Linked DNA regions of Anas platyrhynchos: region 2 is linked to region 1. A link is a contact called in public Hi-C data. All regions are on one chromosome and are shown on one strand. Each heading gives the region's core, a stretch centred on a gene start, on an enhancer-like site or on the middle of the called end of the contact. The rest is flanking DNA. Distances are from core to core; before and after follow the strand shown.

What was found. Hi-C and Micro-C count contacts between places; a contact is called where the count stands out from the background.
Region 2: a Hi-C map of subcutaneous adipose tissue shows a contact between it and region 1, with 2.7 times the contacts expected there. The contact joins the enhancer-like site here to the promoter of CCDC85C in region 1. A contact is called at or near these places in 4 of 8 Hi-C or Micro-C datasets (liver, skeletal muscle and subcutaneous adipose tissue).

The regions. Positions count from the first base shown.
Region 1 is chr5:13,028,702-13,032,609 of IASCAAS_PekinDuck_T2T, forward strand. CCDC85C (coiled-coil domain containing 85C) reads left to right here and starts at 2,135. Exons shown (of 8, transcript XM_072038310.1): 1 at 2,135-2,389; 2 at 2,549-3,436. The coding sequence starts at 2,725.
Region 2 is chr5:13,113,931-13,117,838 of IASCAAS_PekinDuck_T2T, forward strand. The region is part of intron 5 of CCDC85C (coiled-coil domain containing 85C); the gene reads left to right. Among named protein-coding and RNA genes, the nearest start is that of CCNK, 35 kb to the right of the region's middle. Within about 2 kb of position 1,906, at least 2 of the 8 cell types and tissues checked have an H3K27ac peak or open chromatin away from gene starts, as enhancers often do. A contact at or near this core is called in subcutaneous adipose tissue, where this site is marked.

The DNA.
Region 1 (3,908 bases), core at 885-3,384:
TCTCCGCAGAGGTATCGGCAGAGCTCAAACCTCAAAAAGTGTCATGTGGAAAAAACAGCTTTTATCGGGAAAAATATCAAGAAACGTGAGGGGCCAGGTACCTCCATGGTGCAGCTGCACCTGTACTCACGGTGAGCACCGCCACCGGAGGCTTCTCCAGCCCTTGATGGCCGCTGTGAGGAAAAGCTTCCCCGAGCAGCCCCCGTCCTGCTCCTTCCCCCCAGCCCCTGCGGGATCCATGAGGCAGATCACCGCCTGGGAGGGTCCGGGAGAAGCACTTTCCGCTTCCTGCAGGGAAGGATGTGATTAAAGCTGCGTAAATAAGTCTTGGCTTGGAAAACACTTGGGTGCCTTCTCGACGCGGTGCAGTCCTGAGGCACGGCAGCGTGCCCCGTTACGAGGGGTGTCACCTCCCAGCGGCCTGGCTGGGGCGGTGGGAGGCAGGAGTCACGACACGGCCTGGTTCTGCAGCTGGTTGGTGGTGGCCCCCCTGTGTGGGTACCCCCACATCTGGGACCTGTCACAGGGAGGCAGGAGCAGACCTGCTCCAGGCCTGAGGGACCCGGGGAAAAGTGACCTCTCCAAGGCACAAGGTGGTGCGCAGACACCTGCTGATTTCCGCATCCCAAGGGCTGACCCTGCCACAGCGGTGAATTCACAGCATGAAATCACACTTTTCTCCTTCATTTCCCAGGCAGGCAAGACAGCTCTTCAGCCACCTCACCCAGCTCCCAAATCTGTGGGGAGCAAACTCCTCCAAAGGCAGCAGGCAGGCCTCAGCGCTCACCCGCACAAGGGTATTTTGGTTGCTTCCTCCTCAGGGAATTACCTTGGTTTGTGTGCACTAGGGGACGATTGTCTTCACATCTCCACGTCTGTAAGGCGTGTTACCAGTGGTTGACCACAGGCATCTCACACAAAGTGACTGGTCCCAAGCTACTGCTCCCTTTTTGTTAATAAAGCTGCACTGGGAGAGGAGAAGGGCAAGGAGTGTCCATGGAGGGGATGAACTCCACCAGAAGAAGGGAAGTGCTGTTGTACTTCAGCGGGGAACTGGCACCTGTCCTAGTTTGCCAAGGGTATGTCTGGGCTCACAAACCAACCAGCACAGACTCATGCAGAAGAAACAGCATCTGAGAAATGCAGCTTTACTTCGGCTTAGGAAGGCAACACCAAAAGGCAGAAGTCGCGGTGATGCTCCCTCCACACACAGGCCATCTGCTCTGTGTCCCACGCTCCGGCACTGGATTTGATGCTTCTTTATTGCTAGAGGGTGGCTTGGACCAGCTCTCGGTGCGGTCACAAATTTGAGGTTGCACTGAATTAACCCTGGAGTCAAATCGTTTACCAAGGCTCCTTGGGAACACAAAGCTGCCGATTCCCTGGGGCTTTCTGAGGATTCTCATGTGGGAAACAGCTGGCAGCGCTGCCCTGTCCTGGTGCATCTTTCATTTCTACAACACGATGCCGGCCAAAAGCAGCTCACAGCGTATTCCAAGGAAAAGTGCATTAGAGTAAAAGTCAAGGGGATGTGATGCGAGGATATAGGAAATCTGCCTATGCGTCGCCTAGGGAATCCGCTCGGTGAACTTTCTGCACCCTTTCCCTGGTTCTGTCCCAAGCGACACGAGCACACCTGCACCCGGGCCACCAGAACCGGGGCAGATCTCAGTGGGGAACCGGTGCTGCCCCCGGGGGCTGAGGGCTCACGACGGCCCCGGGGTGCGGAGAGGAGGCCGAGGCTCAACCTGCAGCGTGGGGACCCGGGCACGAAGCCGGGCCGGGAGAGGGGGCCGGGAGAGGGGACCGGGACCGGGACCGGGACCGGGCGGGCTCGTTTTCCTGCATGGCCAACCCCACCCTTCCCGGGCCTGCTACTTCCCGGGAAAAAAAAATAAAAAATAAAAAAAATAAAAAGGGGGTGAAAAAAAAAATAAAATAGGCGAACGGGGAGGGGAGGCGGCGCCGTCCCTTTGTACCTGCCCGCGGCCCCGGTAACCCGAGCCGGCGGCGGGGCGCGGCGCTCGGGGCCCGGCTCGGCACGGCCCGGCCCGGCCCTGCAGCCAATGGGGCACGGGGGGAGGGCGGTGCTCGCCTCCTCCTCCTCCTCCTCCTCCTCCTCCTCCTCCTCCTCCTCCTCCGCTCGGCTGGGGCAGGGCCGCGGCCGGCAGGAGGTGGGACCAGCCCCGGCGCTGCCGCCCGTCCCCTCCGTGCCCAGGGCCGAGCCGTTCCGGGAAGGCGCCGGCTCCCTCTGCGCTCCCTCGGCACCGCCGCACCGGCAGCAGCCGCCGCCACCGCGCCGGGCTCAGCCCCGCGGGGCTGCAGGGGGCGAACAAGTGGACGGAGCCCCCCGGGGACGGGGCCGGCCGCCGGGCTCGGTGCACCCGGGGTGAGTTGGGCGATCCCCTGCGGAGGCTAAGCCCGGGGGTGCCCGTTCCCCGCAGCCCCCTTGGGGGGGGGGGCGTCTTTTTTTTTTTTTTTTTCATCATTTTTTTTTTCCCCCTCCAATCTGGGTTGTTTTTTTATTATGGGATCTGCGGGGGAGAAGATCTTCCAGTCTGGCTTTGCTGTGCTTCCTTGTCCGGCTCTCCGCGGGGAACTATAATATTTCTTCCCCAGGATGCTGCAGTGAATCGTAGTCCCAGGAAATCAGGTGAACAAAAATAATCCGAATTACCCGAACCCCGTTTGTTACGTGTCGGAACGGACGCTGCCTGAGCACAGATGATGGCAAAAAATCCCCTGGAAGGGTCCAAAGAGGACCTGAGCAAAATTTCGGAGGAGGAGATGCTGAGGTGGAGCAAGGAGGAGCTGGTGAAAAGACTGAGGAAAGTGGAGAATGAAAAGATGAACTTAATGGTGGAACACGGCAACTTGATGAAGGACGTGAACCGGCGGCTGCAGCTCCACCTGCACGAGATCCGCGGGCTGAAGGAGGTCAACCAGAAGTTGCAGGACGACAACCAGGAGCTGCGGGAGCTCTGCTGCTTCCTGGACGACGACCGGCAGAAAGGCAAGAAGCTGTCGAGGGAATGGCAGCGCTTCGGGAGGCACACGGCCAGTGTGATGTGGAAGGAGGTGGGCATGTACCAGCAGAAGCTGAAGGACCTGGAGGCGAGGCAGGAGACCCTCCTGCGGGAGAATGTGGAGCTGAAGGAGATGGTGCTCATGCTGGACGAGGAGCGGAGCGGGGCCGGCTCGCGGAGCTCCATCGACAGCCAGGCCAGCCTGACCAACCTCAACGGCGGCTCGGCCACCAGGGACGTGGGGGACGGGAGCAGCACCTCCAGCACGGGCAGCGCGGGCAGCCCTGACCACCATCACCACCACCTCCACCACCACAAGGCCGGTGACAGCAAGGCCGGGGCCATGCGGAGGTCTATGGACGACCTGTCTGCGCCTCTCCACCACCGGAGCATCCCCAATGGTCTCAACGGTGAGCTTGTTCCCCTCCTCGTAGCCCTGCTGGCTGCAGGTGCTGCTGGTCCCGCCCTGTGCCCACCTCCTCTCAGCGTGCCTAGCCCCCTTGGCAAGGGTGTGAGGGATGTCGTGGTCCTTGCCATCCCCAGCCCTACCCATCCTTGGTGGCCCCAGGGTGCTCTGGCAGAGCAGCTGGGGGTGGTGGTGTGGGGAGGAGCACCCATGTGTATGTGGGGTGGTGGCGGTGGTCACAGGGCTCTGCGGTGCTTGCACTCAGTGTGGTGCCCCTGGGTTGTGTTACTGCTGTCTGGGGCTGAGGCTTGGAGGGTTTTTATCTGGAGGATTGGTGTTTTGTTTGCTTTTGCTCCCCCTCAAAAAAAAGCTGTCTGTGTTTTCAGAGTTAAACGCTGATTTTCCCATCCCTTCCTCCTCTGACTCTTCCCCTTTAAATATTCTGGGTTACGTGTGGCTTGTTTATCAGCTGTTTT
Region 2 (3,908 bases), core at 656-3,155, 85 kb after region 1:
AGAGTTGGGACTGAGCTCAGGCTGCCTGGCTGCAGCACCTCACATAAACTTGCCCCTGCTCTTCTGGCGTGCCTGGCTCCTGCCCTTTCTTTCCTGTCACCACTGGACACGTTTTGAAGCTCTGCTTTGCAAAGATATGTGTGGAGAGCGTATTCCGTTTACCATATGGCACGTACGTTCTGATAAAAACAAACCCAAATGTTTGTGGTGTGTAGGTGTAAAGAGAAGCCGTGAGATGGGGGGAAATGGATGCCGGGAGGCTCCCCGGCTGACGTGCTGGCTGTCTGCCGAGCCGGCGGCAGGGGCGGCGAGGGGAGGTGGTGCGAGGGCACGCGGCGCCTGAACCCGACCCACTGCCAATCCTGTCTTCTTCCAGCTGGAGCTACGGTGGTCTCAGTCCTCTCTGATATGAGGGTTAGGGCAGAGGAACAGCAAGAAAATGACTCAGTCTCTCTCCTTCAGCTCCCTGCAGGGGCATTGCCAGATTTATCCTGCACCAGCCTGGCAGCAGCAGAGAGCAGGGGGAGCGTGGCTGTGGCCCAAGCCCGGTCCTGGCGGGGGGCACCTGGGGCAGGTTTGCTCATCCCTCCCATGGCTCGCGTGGGAGTAAATCCATTCCCCTCCGGGAGGAGAGTTGGACTGGCTTCTTAGAGCCAGCTTGGCTTTTAAAAACAGGTTTGAAACAGCTAAAGATGACAGCTCCCATCGCGCCGGGGCTGGTGGCCAGCGGCAGCACCCGGAGGAGCCCTGTGGGTTTCGCTGCTCCCGCTGGGTGTGCCGGAGGAGGACACCCTGCCGGGGCCACCGATCACCCTCCCCAGGCCAGGCTGCCTCTGTGGGCACGGGGGAACAATGGCAGGAGGCAGCTCCTTCCCGCTGGCACCGCCGTGCTGCTGCCGCCGAGCAGACAAAGGCAGAGATTCACAGCGGCCCTATTGCTGCTGCGGCAATAGGCTGCGGGAGGGAAAATAAAAATGAAAGGTCTGTGGGGGGAGAGGCAGAATTCGCAGCCTGGGGAGGGCCATTGTGAAACTTCAGAGTGTACTACGAGTGGCTGAGAACAAGCCAATGCGTTTTGAAAGGCGGCCGCCCTTCGTCAGATGCTGTTGTGGGGTCTCTGAGCAGTGGGTGGCTTTTTTGCCCCCAGCAGCCAACCAGCACAAAGTTGGGCAGTGACAAAGTTTGGGGATTTGATGAGCAAAATTGACGCTGACAGTCCTGATCCGTCATCCACCAGTACAGGTAACTGCGGGAGGTGGGAACAATTGGTGTTCTGATGCTCTGCTCTGCATTCTCACCTTCACTGCCACGTGCATTAACTGTGGGGCCATCAGTGGGTCTGGGCTAAATGCAGGGGCTCTGCAGACCCTCATGCCCAAAGACCTCGGAGCAGGCTGCTTCACCAGCAATGGAGCAGCCAAGCTGAGGTGGAGACCTTGGAGGAGGGTTGTGGCCATGGGGACAAGTGGCACCTGCAAGTCATCCTCTGCCCACCTGGACATTCCTAGCTGGGCCATCCCCAAAGCAGGGGATGTGCTTCAAAGGCAGGGAAGTCTTAAAAATACCCACTGCTTCCTTCTGAAATCCAGTGTGCTTGATGTTCCTCTGGTGAGAGAGCCAGCACCTCTCCAAATAGTTGTGCTGACAGTGCCCCTGTGAGTCAGCTGCAGTTAGTGCACTCCGTCCGTGGGTGCAGCGTGGGCTTGTTCTGTCCAGAGCACTTCTCTTTGTTTCTGTCAGGTGGTTACGGGCTGAAAGTGCTCCCAATCTGTCACGTCAGTAATAATTTCGTAGCCTGGGGGGCAGCTGAAGCTGGCAGTGGTGCTTTTTGACGGCGTACACCAAAGGACAATTGCTCTCCCTTCGTACCCGCAGCCGGAGGAAGCTGCCTCAGCAGCTCGCAGGCACCGAGGAGTTTCCTAGGGCTGGAGCTGCACTGTTGGTGTGGGGCTGATAACAGACGCCCTTCCTGTTTGTAGATGCTGACCTAGCGGCAAACAACGCCCTGGCTTTGTTTATTCGGTCTCAGCAGGCCCTGAAAGCCTCCCTTCCCCTCGGTGCCCCTGCACAGCCCCTGCAGCGAGTGGGGTGCCCTGCCTGCCGGGAGGACAGCTCTTCTTTTGTCCTCGATGTTTGTGCTCAGAAAGCAACGAAGCAGTTAAATGGTTTCTCTGTTAATCAAAAGGGCCGTGTAAGCACTTTGGGTTGCTGAAGCAGATTTCTGTGAGCTTGGTGGAGGCCCCGAAGATGCACACTGTCCGGCGGGATGGCTGTGCAGTGCAGGCACAGCCCGGCTCCCGTGCCGGTTATCCAGTGGTTAATTCATGGATTTGTACATCTCCATGACCAGCTGCTTTCCATGATTAAAGGGAGCAAATTAAGTCATGCTGAAGGAGATTAGCATCTGCAATAAAGTCCCTCCATTTGATAGGGGAGATGCTAATGGGAAGCACTCCTGCACTCAGTCCCGCTGGTGGCCAGGACCAGCAGGACGGTGCTGTGCTGGGGAGCTGTGTCTGTCTGCACTTGTCTCTGCTCACGTCTCTGGTGGCAGGGTGTCCCAGCAGTCAGTACAACACAGCCGACTAGGGATTTGGGAACACGGGACCACGCGGCCACTTACATGCACAAGGAGGGACCGCTTGGTTAGGACTGGATGCCAGCAGGCTTTCTGCACAGCAGGCACCTAATAATGGAGATAACCAAGTGTCGCCGTGCCTTCGGGTCATCTGCCAGGCAGCCTGGGCACGCAGCAGAGCTGGGCACTCCCTGGCTGTGGCAAGGGTGTCCTGTGCTCAGGCATACAGCATTTGGCAGCGTGGTTTGCAGAGGAACTGGCAGAGAAGACTTTCCATGTTCGGCCTGCCTCTGCCACCTGCGTCCCACGTGGCTGTGGGCGTGTTGCCACTGCCTCACTGCTTACCCGTCCCTCAGCGGTTCCCAATTTACAGAGCAGCGTGGGCACCTTGATTGATGTACAGCACCTGGATGGCGATGAGAGCTAGAGAAGGGCCCAACCTTAATTCCAACCTGGGTAAGTAGGCTGCACACAAAGCCACCGTGAGATAAATCTTCATGCCTGGGAATTTTATTGCGAGTTGTCTGGCAGGGCCTGCTTATAATGTAATTTTCCTTGTTCTGCCTCGGCAATAAAAACTTCTAATATGATTCCATTTAGCTGTAACACTGTCTGAGGTACGCCATTAGAACATTGCGGTGTGTTTAATCGCATTTGAACCCTAAACGTCTGCCTGTTTTAGGAAATCATGGACAAAAATTAAAAGAAGAAGATATGAGGTTCAGAAGCACTGATGTTTGCCCATATGCCCCACTTTGGGTCTCAGTGCCTGGGCAGTGGCTGCTGGTGAAGCTGTCAGCATGCCACTTTCCTCTGGGTTTTGAAACTTAGTTCTCTTTTTGCAGCTTTTCTGAAGAGCAGGAATAGCTCTCCTGGAGCTGAGATAGGAGAGGATGTCATTAAAGCACAGAATATAATTGAGGAGAAGGAGATTGAAAACTGATGTCAGGACCAAGGTCTTGTGTCTTTTCAGATCCCTGGAGGAATCAAGGAGAAATTGTTTATTGCAATTTCATTGTTCCTCTTTGAGATTTCCAAACCAAAACCTATAAAAGAACAGGCACCTGTCATCCCCAGTTAGACTCTTTTCTTCTTGGATCCCGGAGTATTCCCATTATTATTAAGAAACGTTCATATTTTAAGCCTTATTTTGCCTCTGTGGAGGTGTGCCATTATCGGGAGTTCCCAGTGTGCGCAGTTACGCTCTTATTAATTTTGTTCCTCCAGATATGTAGGAAGAATGGAGCATCGACCGCGGGGCTTTTCAGCATCTGTGCTGGACCGCATCCCACGCAGCTAGACGGAGCCAGCTCGGCCTCATTAGGCAGCG